Regions from separate parts of the Hordeum vulgare genome. Here regions 1 and 2 are each linked to region 3. The links are chromatin contacts, called in public Hi-C maps. All regions are on one chromosome and are shown on one strand. Each heading gives the region's core, a stretch centred on a gene start, on an enhancer-like site or on the middle of the called end of the contact. The rest is flanking DNA. Distances are from core to core; before and after follow the strand shown.

What was found. A called contact is a pair of places that touch in the nucleus more often than the background predicts.
Region 1: a Hi-C map of seedling shows a contact between it and region 3, with 2.3 times the contacts expected there. The contact joins two enhancer-like sites. A contact is called at or near these places in 2 of 6 Hi-C or Micro-C datasets (leaf and seedling).
Region 2: a Hi-C map of leaf shows a contact between it and region 3, with 3 times the contacts expected there. The contact joins the promoter of LOC123426205 here to the enhancer-like site in region 3. A contact is called at or near these places in 2 of 6 Hi-C or Micro-C datasets (leaf and an unstated tissue) and 1 of 1 datasets of contacts at active chromatin or transcription factors (embryo).

Annotation. Positions count from the first base shown.
Region 1 is chr2H:336,097,988-336,100,687 of MorexV3_pseudomolecules_assembly, forward strand. LOC123426204 (a long non-coding RNA gene) reads left to right here. Exons shown (of 2, transcript XR_006622102.1): 2 at 1-25. Among protein-coding and RNA genes, the nearest start is that of LOC123426204, 3.4 kb to the left of the region's middle. Within about 2 kb of position 1,289, at least 3 of the 3 cell types and tissues checked have open chromatin away from gene starts, as enhancers often do. A contact at or near this core is called in leaf and seedling, where this site is marked.
Region 2 is chr2H:336,291,957-336,294,656 of MorexV3_pseudomolecules_assembly, forward strand. It overlaps LOC123426205 (calcium-dependent protein kinase 17), which reads left to right and starts at 1,360. Exons shown (of 8, transcript XM_045109994.1): 1 at 1,360-2,292. The coding sequence starts at 1,521.
Region 3 is chr2H:335,483,467-335,486,166 of MorexV3_pseudomolecules_assembly, forward strand. No RefSeq gene overlaps it. Among protein-coding and RNA genes, the nearest start is that of LOC123430055, 450 kb to the left of the region's middle. Within about 2 kb of position 1,310, at least 3 of the 3 cell types and tissues checked have open chromatin away from gene starts, as enhancers often do. A contact at or near this core is called in leaf and seedling, where this site is marked.

The sequences.
Region 1 (2,700 bases), core at 39-2,538, 610 kb after region 3:
TATAAAGTGAGTGTTCACCAGCTAAGAGTAGTCCTGGGGCTGATGAACTCAAGGGCCTATTTTCTGAAAATTGTTTTTCCAAAAAACCGGTCGCTAGAACATTGGTATTAGAGCCAGGCTGACCATTGGCTAAACCTATCTTAGCTAGGTCGCCATCCCTAGACCGGGTATTTATGCATCCACAAGCCAGCCTAGCCTACGCAACAGCCAACCACAGTGGCCATATGACACCTTTTTAGAGTCGGTGCCCAACCTGTCAGCCCAGCCCGGAAGTTGTGTATCTATGACCGACACTGGAGTTGTCGCATCCCCTAGCATGCGATGGAAAACTCCTTAGCTTATAAACGAGAGCCTTGACTCAACCTAGCAAACCACGACCTTGAACTCACCCCAATAACCCTAGATGAACAAGATGCTTGGCCGAGTTGTTTTCAACAAGACCACTGCATCCGAGCATGGAGACTTTGTAGTCATCCTTGCCAACCTCAAACCGCCATGTTTTTGGTCCATGATGAGCCTCGAGATGCTATCCGTCAGCTTTTGGTCCATGATGCACATCTATGGCGGGAGTTCCTCACTTGAATGCCCTTGCCATTTTACTAGTAGAGCAGCCGGCAATGAACCCCAAGCCTGTCAGCTTGCAGCCCGAGAAGCTATAGTCCATCTGCGACATTTGTCACCGTGGATGAATAGCCGACTGTTCTGCTACTATCCTAGTCGTGAAGGCTATGGTAGCCCGACCCAAGTTGCCAGTGAAGACCTTGAGGAAGGCCCTGCTTTAGTACCGGTTGTGCGCGATTTGAGAGCGCAAGAGGCACTGATCGATCAAATCACCTTTGATCTAGTTGTCAACCGCACGTCAGTTGCTCAATGAACCTCGGTAAGATGTGGAGTTGCCACCACCTCCAGCAACCAGTTTGTATTATTTGGAAGACCTAATGGATCCTTGAGGCCCGCCCCAACCTTCCCGTTAGCCAGCCCAATTGTGACCCCGTTAGAGCTTCACCGCAGTTTGGATGCTCAAAGCAGCAACCACGGCAACCCTCGCGACAATCCGGCGTCCGCTTCTACCGTTGCAGTGGCTAACAGCTGCCACAACAACCCTCATGGTTAGTCGGCGTCCGCTTCTGCCGATGCAGTGGCCAACACTTCCCAAGCCTTCCCCACATGCCAGCTAACCCCATGGACCACTACTACATCAGTCTACTAACTCTCAGCCCCGCCAGACTAGCCCTACCTCCCGTGTCATCGCCAGAATTGGTCGCCCGTGATCTTATCCTTGGGCCGGCGCAGAACTGCCACTGTGTGGCTATAAAAGGAGGACCCGTGCACCCAAAGCAACCCAGTGACCCCCTAGACCCATTGCCATCTCCCCCTTGCTCCAATTTGGTCGGAGCCATCCACCGTGCTCGCCACCGGCTGTTTCACCGCCGCCAACGTACGGTTGAATTCCGGCGAACCCGAGCCTCAACCAACCCACCCTAGCCCCTGTAACTTTGCCCTCGACCCTAGAACCCATCCCCATGCCCATTTCCATGGGCGGCAATCCACAGGCGGAGCTATGATCGCCGAAACCATCCGACCACCATGGTTGAAGTGGTGCTCACTCCCGAGCTCTCCGGCAACCCCTGCACCCTCTAGAAAACTAGCCCCTTCCCCAGAGTACGCTGGTGTGCCCCGCCCTAGAAATGCTGCCCCTAGCACCGGCAATCACCGTCAACATCAGCCCTGTCGTGCACATGAGAGGAGGGAGACGAACACCATAGGTGGGTTCCACCTATCGATGAGCCAGCCCCAGCCCTGCTGGCGCAGAAACCCTTGGTGCATTTTCTCTTCAGGAAAGCCATGCCCCGAAGTGCATCTCTCTATTTCGAAAGTGTATTTCCTACTGAAATGTTTTCTTTTATATTTTATTTTAAAACCAGATTTTGATTAGAGCTTATACTGCTCATAACTTTTAAAACACAACTCCAAATGAGTTGATTCTTTTTCTATTTTTTCCCTAACTCCACCTAGTTTATTTTCATATATATTTCAAAAGATCAAACAACTTTTATGTGCTGTTTTAGAATTGTGTGTTAAATTGAATATTTTCAAAGTAGCAAATTAGGGCGATGATAACTCCTTCAAGATTTTTGGGTTGCACACCACCCTTCTTCATTCCCAGGGTAAGATCTTGAACTCTGATTTTGCCTTAATTTGTGTGATTGCTTGTTCCGATGTATGGATGCACGACTGCGTTACTTTGATAAGAGCTCCCACACAGAATCATGCTTTGCATAAATGGATGTGATGGATATTTTCTTGCTATTGAGTATGTGATGCAGATGGTGAGTGGGTACTACCTCATGCCACGTATGCCATGCTGGTCTGGACAACCTTGGAGTAAGGTTTGCCGTGCTAAATATGTGACCATGGAACTGACATCTCATTGTGACAAGAGTGATCAGTGAGGGGATATCGAGGTGTGATGGTGCTAACACTATGTTATATCATTCAAAAAATTGTGTGTTGTTAACCCTCGCAGGAAAACTTAAACCTTCTGAGTCGACTGTAGATCCACTTTTGTTAGTGCGTCACCTTACTTTTTGTGCTGCCACAGGTCTTCCTGAAAGTTAATATGACTTAGTAGGTCGTAATCCTATTACCATGTGCACACCAAGTAGGGGCAGAATGAAGGTTCCATGGCCCTGGAATAAT
Region 2 (2,700 bases), core at 110-2,609, 810 kb after region 3:
TACACACATGTCTTGAAATTGTATCATGGGTGAGGCCATGTTCATGACTAAGATTTTGTCCCACTAGCACGTCATGAGCCCACCCATTACAAAATATTAAGCCTTTGTGAGAAATAACGAGAGCGCATTTTATTACAAGTGAACTAGTAGCTCTTTCCTTTGGTGGTCAAGTAATTATCAAATGAAGCAACTCTCTTTTCTCTGCCTCTCTTATGCCCACAAACTTTTTTGCCCATGCGTAGGATTACATGTATGAATAGGGGCAGAATAGTTATTATTTATAGCTCATATGAGCTAAGATCATCTTCATTTATTTCTGAAAGATCTAACATAATTATCATTAGCAAATATTATTTTGCCCATGCGTAGGATTACATGTATGAGTAGGGGCAAAATAGTTATTATTTATAGTTCATATGAGCTAAGATCATCTTCATTTATTTCTGGAAGATCTAACATAATTATCATTAGCAAATATGCATTTCTTTTTAGATGAAATTGCTAGATAGTATATAATTTTACTACTTAATGTAGAATGCATCCATGCTTCCATCAAAAGAACTGTCTTCGCTAAACACATTTTCAAGTAACATGCAAAATTCATGGATAGAACCAAAGATCCAAGTTAGGAGGGCATGTTGCGAAGGACCAAGCTCAAGTCATGGAAGTATTTCTATTGGTGATTAGAACATACATATATCTGGATGTGATGTTGGCTAGATTAACATTTCTTGTGTTGCCTTATTTATGTCAAATAATGCAAATATTTGTGAAATGTAAGAACATGATCTTCTGGTGTAATGTTCTTTCCTTTTTGGTTGCACAAGCTTGAGGTTATCATTTCTCATATAACTCTACTTCGTTTTCTTATTCATGACTTTGTACTATAGGTCACTTGTGTGAATATTTATTTGTTATGCATCGTGTTCGTGTTGACATCTGCTACGTGACAACTGATGCCTCCTTTTCACCTTTTCATTATTAATGCCCAGTTCTGAATTGATATAGAGATGAGATGAAAAATGATGGCAATCATAAAGTTGAAATTACCTTTAAATTTAGGAATCAATTAATATCTACATTTATAAAACTTTCAATAATAAAATGCACGAACACGACAACGTGCGTCATCAATGATTCCTAATACTTCTTCTGTCCTAAAATAACTGTCTCAAGCTTAATACAATTTTATAGATACTTATTTTGAGAGGGAGAGTAATATAAGGATCGAACAGGACACGCAAATTATCCCACGTCCCCTCCGTCCGATCTGGCGCGCATCGCCATCCCGCGCCGCTCGCTTCCCCGACACACCCCCTATGCCCACTGCCAAGCCGGCCCCGCAGTTTCACGTGGGCCACATGTCAGCCGCACGAGCCCCTCCCCGCCTCGGCCATCTCCGGCCATCTCCTCTCCTCCACCAATCCTCCTCCGATCCAATCCCCGAGTCTCCACGCCGCCGCATGCCGTCGTTGCTGCCGCCGTTTGCCTAGGCCTCTGCCGCCCCCATCGCCGGCGCGATGGGGAACACCTGCTCCGGCCCCAGCGCCACGCCGGATCGCCACGGATTCTTCAACACCGTCGCCGTCGCCGTACTCTGGCGCCCCGGCGCCGCCCGCGCCGAGCCGGCAGTCCCACAGCCCAACTCCTGCCCCTCCATATGCTCCTCCACCTCGTCCGCGGCCCCCGATCTCGAGACCATCGACGACTCCGACCTCTCCTCTCCCTCCTCCAATCCTAACAAGCCCAAGGTAAAGCGCGTCCAGAGCGCCGGCCTCCTCGCCGAATCCGTCCTCAAGCGCGACTCGGAGCGCATCAAGGACCTCTACACCCTAGGCAAGAAGCTGGGGCAGGGCCAGTTTGGCACCACCTACAAGTGCGTCGAAAAGGCCACGGGGAAGGAGTTCGCCTGCAAGTCCATTGCAAAGCGGAAGCTCGTCACCGAGGAGGACGTCGAGGACGTGCGCCGCGAGATCCAGATCATGCACCACCTCGCCGGCCACCCCAACGTGATCTCCATCGTCGGGGCTTACGAGGATGCTGTTGCCGTGCACCTCGTCATGGAGCTCTGTGCGGGAGGGGAGCTGTTCGACAGGATCATACAGCGGGGGCACTACTCTGAGAAGGCCGCCGCGCAGCTGGCTAGAGTAATCATTGGGATTGTGGAGGCTTGCCATTCTCTTGGGGTCATGCACAGAGACCTCAAGCCAGAGAATTTCTTGTTTGTGAACCAAAAGGAGGACTCGCCACTCAAGACCATTGATTTCGGTCTCTCTATCTTTTTCAAACCAGGTCTGGCCTCTATCCTTGGTGCTGGCTGTACTGTAGAACATGCATGACATTTTGCTGGTGCAACTTTTTATATATATCATGGACAGTGCTAGCTTGAGCTGCTATCCCGGTGGATGTGTTGTATTGGTGCACTTGCAGCTTTCAGTTGAGAATCTTTATTTAATACGAGCTGTTGAATACTATTGTGCTAGACTACTAGGATTATTTGAAGTGTTTTTGATCAGTTTTCATGTCTAGTAATCGACTCATAATTCCAGTTTCAGGGATAAATACATTGTGTGACAGTAGTAATGTGTAAACCAGGGATACTTAAGCGTCTACAAGTATAACAGTAACTTTGAGACATAAGCTTGTAATTCGTGAGAACTTAATTTATGTCGCTGCACTTTAGATAAAAGTAATTTGGCC
Region 3 (2,700 bases), core at 60-2,559:
ACCTCTCCCCGCTCACTGCCCCCGTTGCGGCGCTCGAGCCTATCGCATCGACCCTGGTCCACCCTGGCGTGTGCCCAGGCCGCTGCCACACCACTCGCCGCCGTGGCCGACCTCAACCACCACTGTTGTCCATCTCAACCCACCCGCCTCCGCGGCCGTACCTCTGTCCGCTTGCTGCCCCCGTTTCGGCGCTCGAGCACAGCTTCTGGATCGAATCAACGCGACAGCTACAGTGACTGGGGATGATGCGTCTGCTCGATGCAGAACGGTGGTGGCGCGGCGGCGCGAAGTACTTGCAGGTGGAGGCGGGCCTCCATGGCTCACGCGGGGAACTCCGAGGTTATGGCGCGGCAACGACGACTCCTTATGGCCAGATAGAGGCGCCTAACCCTTGCTCCCCTCATCGTATCCCCTCCTCCGGCAGGAACTCATCATCTGGGGAGATCCCCTCCCCATGCCTCCAACCGTGTGCCAAGCACCTGAATGTATTGAATGTAAGATTGTATTGTTGTAGAGATAGAGAATGGAACACCACCTTCAGTTTGTCATCTGATCCCACATTCTCTACCTCACGAGTGAAATAAGATAACAGTCCATTGATCAATTCACGTAGCCTCTTTGTTTTGCTTTGCTTGTCCCACTCAATTTCTCATCATGATGGAATTAACAACGGATGGGTTGATTTCTCAACAAAATAGGATAGGGCTGACTACATTAGTTAGTTATAACTTATTATTTTAATAAATCAAAATGATTATAAAAAGATTAAAAGCGTGTGATATTTTTTTCTCCCGTTGCAACGCACGGATCCTTTTGCTAGTCATCTCCTATATATGGACACCCCCTCGTACAAACCTGGAAACCCTAGCCCCTTTCATCATTATCCGCACCCTCCAACTCGAGCCGCCACCACTTAGGGCATCTCCAATGATGGTATGATGATCGTTGGTAAATATGTCATGTAGATTGTTGTGATGAGGTGGCTTATAAAATAAAAGAGGAAAGAGAATAAGATCGTATGATCCTTAACCAACGTTCTGCGCACAAGCTCCAAGGTAATTTCATTCATTTCCTGCTCATGGGCATTGGTCATCAGCTTATTTATATCCATTTAATATGTGTGGTCCTCAATAAACTAACATACGCTTCATTGAAGAACTCGTATGATACATCGTTGGTTGCTTACGTGAACCTTGTACCAACGAATCTATCATACAGACTATTAAAGATGCCCTTATTGCCTCCCATGCTTCAGCCAGCCACAGCGGGCCCTCCAGGCCTGAGCGAGTTATGCCCGGGCCCAAAGCCAAGCCGCCGCTGTCCGCAACCGCCGCCTCCCACGAGCTTCTTGCACCCATGGCCTCCTCATGAGCTCCCCATCCCCATGCCCGCTGCCCCATTGCCGGAGGTCTCCGGACCTTGCCGGCCGCCACGTCCTCGCTCGCTAGAGCCCAAGCCGCAGGCCAGTGCCGCCATCCTTCTCCTCCTTTGTCCTCCCTCTTCTTATCTCCCTGTATTTCACCTATCTTTCTCTCCCGTATGCCAGGACTCCATGGAGACCCCGTCGGAGCTCGCAGCCACCTAATCTATCATAGTCGTAGCCCGAATTTGATGCGGGATGGCCGGTTTCCTCCGTCTCCGCCAAGATCCGGCGCCTCCCTATCACATCGGACCTCCTCGCCGGCGTAGTTCCACATCCCCTATCCCGAGCGCCATAGTCTGGGTCGAGCCTGATCCAGACCGGAGAGATAATTGCACGTAGGAAGTCGACGGCAAGGTCCAACACGGTCCCCGAAATTGAAAAGTGCTTCAATACGTAGTCAATACGGTCCTAGCCTACACATCGCATACGTATTGCATATACTCGCGTATGACACGTCAGCATATTCGTCAGACCCGTGTGTCAGTGGCCACATGCTAAAATTTAGACGAAATGAAACAGCCTGTGGGGTTTTGAACCAGCGATCTCTGAACTTATTTTGCATGTGCTACCCACCAGACCAACGACTTGCTCTTGTTTTATTTACTACGTACGTTTTTTATATATACTAGCAAAAGAATCCGTGCGTTGCAACGGGAAAAAAACAATAATAATATCCAATGATGCTGATCATATTATGTCTTTAAAATTTTAGGACATTTCTTGAAATGCATGAACATTTTTTAAATTAGCAAAAGTTGTTTTCAATTGCACTCAAAAAATAACACACAAACTTTTTTTCAAAATCATGGACTTTTATTGTTTTCACCAATATTGTTCTCAAAATTATGAACATTTTTTTGAATATGCGAATATTTTTACAAAAATCCTGAGCATTTTTTGAATTCACAAACATTTTATATTTTCTTCAAACTTTTATTTCAAAATTCCCAGTTTTATAAATTGCAAAAGTTTTTCAAAGTTCTAAATTATTTAAACTAAAAAATGGAACAGAAAAATGAAAATAAAAAATGAGACTAAAAACATAGGAACGAAATGTTTTTAAGATTTTTACACGGACTTTTGTTTAAAATCGTTGACTTTTTTATTTTATGAACATTTTCTCAAAGTTTAAACATTCTTTTATATGCAATTTTTTTTCAAAACTCCTGAATAGTTTTTGAATTCTCAAAAAAAATGTTTTTCTATATTTTATTTTGAAATTTGCAGTTTCTTAAAATTGAGAAAAGTTGTTTGAAGTTCTAAATTATTTAAAGTAG